2 separate regions of the Triticum aestivum genome follow, and region 1 is linked to region 2. A link is a contact called in public Hi-C data. All regions are on one chromosome and are shown on one strand. Each heading gives the region's core, a stretch centred on a gene start, on an enhancer-like site or on the middle of the called end of the contact. The rest is flanking DNA. Distances are from core to core; before and after follow the strand shown.

What was found. Hi-C and Micro-C count contacts between places; a contact is called where the count stands out from the background.
Region 1: a Hi-C map of an unstated tissue shows a contact between it and region 2, with 9 times the contacts expected there. The contact joins the promoter of LOC123071396 here to the enhancer-like site in region 2. A contact is called at or near these places in 3 of 5 Hi-C or Micro-C datasets (leaf and an unstated tissue).

Annotation. Positions count from the first base shown.
Region 1 is chr3B:636,875,862-636,878,561 of IWGSC CS RefSeq v2.1, reverse strand. LOC123071396 (probable protein phosphatase 2C 9) reads right to left here and starts at 1,302. Exons shown (of 4, transcript XM_044494938.1): 1 at 442-1,302; 2 at 24-353. The coding sequence starts at 849.
Region 2 is chr3B:636,536,496-636,539,213 of IWGSC CS RefSeq v2.1, reverse strand. No RefSeq gene overlaps it. Among protein-coding and RNA genes, the nearest start is that of LOC123071395, 58 kb to the right of the region's middle. Within about 2 kb of position 1,378, at least 4 of the 8 cell types and tissues checked have an H3K27ac peak or open chromatin away from gene starts, as enhancers often do.

The DNA of each region.
Region 1 (2,700 bases), core at 53-2,552, 340 kb before region 2:
CGGTGACGCGAGGGTATACATACCTTGTGGTCGACGGAGAGTGCAACAGGCACGCCAGCGCGGGAAAGGACGGCACGGGAGTCGCCGGCGTTGGCCACGACGAGCTGGGTCGGGCTGACGACGGCCACGACGGCGGTGGATCCCACGTGGTCGCACCGCGAGGGCATCTTCTGCTCGCAGCGGCAGGCGGGCTCCTCGCTGCTGCGGGTGGTCGCCCAGTTCGCGGCCCGCTCGTCCAGCCGCGCGAAGCTCCTCTCCATCACCTCCTTCCACGTAGGCTCCTCGCCGGGCCCCGCCTTCTCGTGCTCCTCCGCCACCGCCTCATGCATCAGCTCCTGGCACGTCGTCGCCACCTGATGACACGAAACCATGTCATCAGCACCATTCTCTTGTGCAGAAACAACACGAATTGCGCTCATATGAAAGGAGAGTTCGACGTACGTGTGAGCAGCCGTGGCCATCGAAGACGCCGAAGAAGTGGGACTTGCCGGAGCCAGGCAGGAAACCCGGCCTGATGGAGACGGCGTCCTCCATCTCGCGACGACGACCGCATACAGAGGAGAACCCGAACCTTGGGTAACGCTCCGTGTTCTCGGACGCCGAGGCAGCGTCGGGGCACGGGCCAGACACCGTGCGCGGTATCCTCGGCCGCTTGCGGGCGCCGGCGTACTCCGCGGCCGACTGCTCGAGGTCGCTCGCGAGGCGGAAACGCTTCAGCTCCAGCCTGCGGCGCCGCCTGTCCATCACCGACGAGGCGACGGCCGCGGCGGCCGCCGAAGCCGAGACCGTGGCCACCGTGGCCGCGGTCGCCGGCGGCGACTTGGCTTCCTGGCAGCAGATCTCGGCCATTGGAAACTACTCGCTCGCTCGACCCCGACGCCGCCCTAGATTCCCACCACCCTCCGCCGCACGTCGGCGACGGAACTCCAGAGGCCTACACGAAACACCTCGACACACGACGACAGCGCCTTCGCGCGCGTTCCCAGCTCGAATGGCAGCAGTAGAAGCTAAGCAGCGGCAGAGGCGCGAGCCGAAACGAACCTCACGCACGCGGGGTGGGGCGGTAGAAGAAGGGGAGCGAGGGTGCCCGTCGCCGTCATGCCGGGAGCGCCCGATAGCTACCGTCGCCGTGAGTCCGTGACGTGCTCACCGTCCGTCTCCACCTGATCTGGACGCGTGGGCGCGCCCGGCGGGCAGATCACGACACGTGCTCGCAATCTTGGCCCCACGGGGAGGTTGAAGCTAACGGCGGCGACGCCGGTGTTATCGCCCAGCACACACGTGGCGGCCCGCGGCGAGACAGCCCGCCGCGACAGCTTCTTTATTGATGCCCGCGGGGCCCGCTCCACATGGGCTGTGCCTCCTGTGCCGCCCGGAAATATCACGGGGTTATTCTACTCCGGCCGCTCTGACCGGCCCATGCAGCGAGGGGTCATGGTCGGCGGGGCCATGGGTGCTCGGTGACCCGCATGGCAGCGGGCGAGGGTAGGCGCCATGGACGTGGGGAGGCGGGTGGAGGGATGGGGAGGGACACGTGGTGAGGGGCGGTCGCGATCGGTGGGAGGTTGGTCGGTCGTGGGAGGAGGGGACGCGTGGCGTGGAGGCCGGGGGAGCCTTTTGCCGCGCTGCGTTGCGTGGGGGTGAGGGAGGGGGATGGCGGCCGGTAGTTGGGGGCTGGCGTGGCCACGTTGCGGTGGGGGCGAAGGGGAGGTGAACCTAGGGGAAAGGGGCGCGTGCGTGGCCGATGGATCTGCGTGGCGGAACTGGCGCCGTTGGGTGGCGTGCGTGACCACCGATCGTCGGCTCGGCGTGGGAAACCATTGGCGCGCACTTCGGCGGGGCTGACGGACGCGGCATGCAGCTGAACAGTGCTTCCTGCAGTGGAGGGACGCACTACGTGTTGTGTGGCAGTTGTCGAGGCTACTGTGCATTCGGTACCACTGAACTACCGCGGATAGATGGACCGGAGGCAGTGGAGCGACGGAGGCTAAATTTTGTGCCTTTGACCTTTTTGGTGGTCACGTTTAGCCGGACCCGACCCAGTTACAAAAGTTTTCATGATATGATCTTTTTCCTACCGCCAAGGACCATGATGGTAGGCTTAAACAGGCTCACACCATGCGCACCGGCAGTAGGTTGACGACAGCCCCCGTCAACCAGCCGATACTGGGCTGACGTCTCGTAACTGTCCTACCGTCGCAAGAGACGGCGGTAGGGTGGCTAAAGCTACCGCCGCGAGGGGTGGCGGTAGGGTATGGGGCTCCTGCATGTCCGGTAGAGTTCTGTGACAGAAAGCAGGGATGTTTCTGCAGTAGGGTTTCACACCCTACTGCCACGCCCAACGGCGGTAGGGTGCGGCTGGCGTGGCAGAGTTCTGTGACTGAAAATGGAGAGTTTCGTACGATAGGTTTACGCAGGCTACCGCCAGGGTACCTGGCGGTAGCTGTGAATACCTACCGCCGTGTTGTCTGGCGGTAGGCTCTTCTCTAACTTTTTTTACAATAACTTGACCATTTGAATTAAACACTGATAGATAAACACACCAACAAAGTGTTTGCATATGAAAATATGATGACCTCACACATTATAGATAGTAAATCGATGTATCCAATAAGTTCAACATATCAAATAGGTTCAATTAGTAACATAGGTAGCAATAACACGACACCGAGTAGTTCAACATAACACAACTACTTTAAG
Region 2 (2,718 bases), core at 129-2,628:
TTTTTTAATTTACAAAAATATTTTATATCTATGATCAGATTTTGATATATGAACAATTTTACAAAAATGAGAACATTTTTAATGGAAAACATAAACAAACTTTGAAAAACTAAAACAAATTTTTAAAGTCTAAAAACGAGAATAAAAATTAACATTACAAACAACTTTTATAAAACACAAAAAAATTGAAACACTGAAAATTTTGAAAACATGAACAATTTTTCAAATTTAGAACATTTATTGAAATTGTGAACAAGATTTGAAACTCTGAACATTTTATGAAAACCTGAAGAAAATTTAGGAAAACAATAAAATGCCAATTTTTCTTCGGAAAACAATAACATTTTTGTAATTCCAAACATTTTTTTATTCCGTATATTTTTTGAAAATCATGAAATCCCGAACATTATTTGATTTGTGAAAAAATAATCAGAAAAAGGAAACAATTTTCGAAATTCCAAACAATATTAGAAAACACGAACATAATTTGAAATCCATGAACATTTTTTAATTCGCAAACATCTTTTATATCTATGAACAGCTTTTGATCTATGAACAATTTTATAAAGTGAGAATATTTTTATTGGAAAACACAAACAAACTTTGAAAAATTATAACAAATTTTGAAATTCTAAACAAATTTGTAAAAAAGAACAAAAATTAACATTCCGAACTATTTTTAAAAACACAAACAAATGCTGAAACACTATTTTTTGAAAACGTGAACATTTTCTAAAATTTAGAACATTAAGTGTAATTGTGAACAAAATTTGAAACTCTGATCATTTTTTGAAAACCTGAAGAAAACATGAACATCTTTTTAAATGCAAGAACTTTTTTAAACACTAAAATATTTTGAATTGGTTAACATTTTTTTGGTTACACATTTTGAATCCAAAACATTTTTTGAATTTGTGAACTAGAGTGCAAAATGGGGACATTTATTAAAATTAAGAAACATATTTTGGATTTCTGAACAAAATTTCGAAACGAGAACATTTTTTGAAATTCGGTAAAATTTCGGATTTTATGAACAAATACATCCATAATGTTAACTTCTTCTTCATTTCCGAATTTGTGATTTTTTTAAATCCCAACTTCTTTGAAAAAAACAAAAACAAAATATAGAAAAAGAAAAAAAGAAAAAGAAAGAAGGAGAAAAGAAAGAAACAGAAACAGAAAAAATGAAAAAAGAAAAAGGAAAAAACGTACAAGGAACCTTCTAGAGTGTTCCCAAAACAGGAAACCGACTGGGAATCTTCTAGAACTTTCATGAAATCGGAACTCCCAGGCGATTCTAACAGTGGGAGATGGACCGGCCCACGTGGTCGCGCACCTGTGCGATTGCCTGACACTTTGACACAGAGAGCGTCGAATAGGGTTTTCCCTATTCGGCGCTTCAGGCGCCAGGGAAGGTCCCTGGTGCCCACACGCCAACGCTGTGGGCCGGCCCATGTAGATTTTGCATTCGTTATCCCTAGTCCGCTCGATCACACGAGAAAAAAAAGGAGAAAAACGCTATGACGAAAAAAAAACGGTTCAAGAAAGTTCACCAATTTTGAAAAAAAGGTTCATCGATTTGAGAAAGCATCATCAAATTTGGAAAAGGTGCGTCAAAATTTAAGAAAGATTATCTATTTCAAAAAACTTTTTCGAATTTCAAAAAATTGTGCAATCTAAAAAAGGAGTAAAGAAAAAGGAGAAAAGAAGAGAAACAGAAAAAGAAAAAACCAAAACTAAAAACTGGGTTATAAAAACCCACAACAAAAAAAGAAAAAAAAGGTCGTGTAGTATTGCTTGGGTAAGTGGAGATCGCTGGTTGTAATCTCAGCCCCGCGCATTTTTGCCGTATTAAAAACTAGAAAAAAATGGAGCCGGCCCAGTGCGGGTTGAGGGCTGTGCCCCGGTTTGTCAAATCACACATAACCAACACCTGAAGGCTGAAAGCGTTAGGAAACGGGAAACACCTTATTCAACGTATACTGCATCAACTTGTCATGTTGCGGCACATGCAACCAAACCGATCCACACATCCTGGAATAGGTTCTAGCCAGTTTTGTGAACTATTTTTTCTATATTTTTTCAATTTCTTTTATCATTTTTGCTGTTTTTTTCTTTTTTCTTTTCTCCTTTTTTGCTTTATTTTTTCCCTTTTCGTTTTTTAATCTTTCTCTTTCTCTTTGTCTTTTCTTTTCATTGTTTTTATTTTTCTTTTTAAAAAATGTTCAGATGTTAAACCCTGTTCGAATGATCTAAATTTTATTCATTTTCTTTGAAGTTCCTGTTTTATTTGTTTTTAGGAAATACAAAATCGTTTAGAAATTCAAAGGTTATTTGCTTCTTTTACAATAACAAATCAAAATAACTTAGAGATTAAGTTTTCTAAAAAATGTTCCTACTTTCAATTTTGTTCACAAATTCAAATATTTTCCGCATTTTTAAAAATATTCACAAATTTATAAAATGTTTGGTATTTGCCTAATTTTATATTCTGTTCACAAATTAAAAAATTGTTGTTTTGAATATTTGTTCGCAATTTCAAAAATGACAGCATTTTAATTTTTGTTCACAAATTCAGAAAAAAACCCAGCTTTACAAATATATTCGCAAATTATTATTTTTGGAATTTGATAAAAATGTTCACGCTTTCCAAATTTTTCAAAATTCCAAAAAAAACTCAATTTTTTTTAAAAAAAATTGTTCTTCAATTCCTATTTT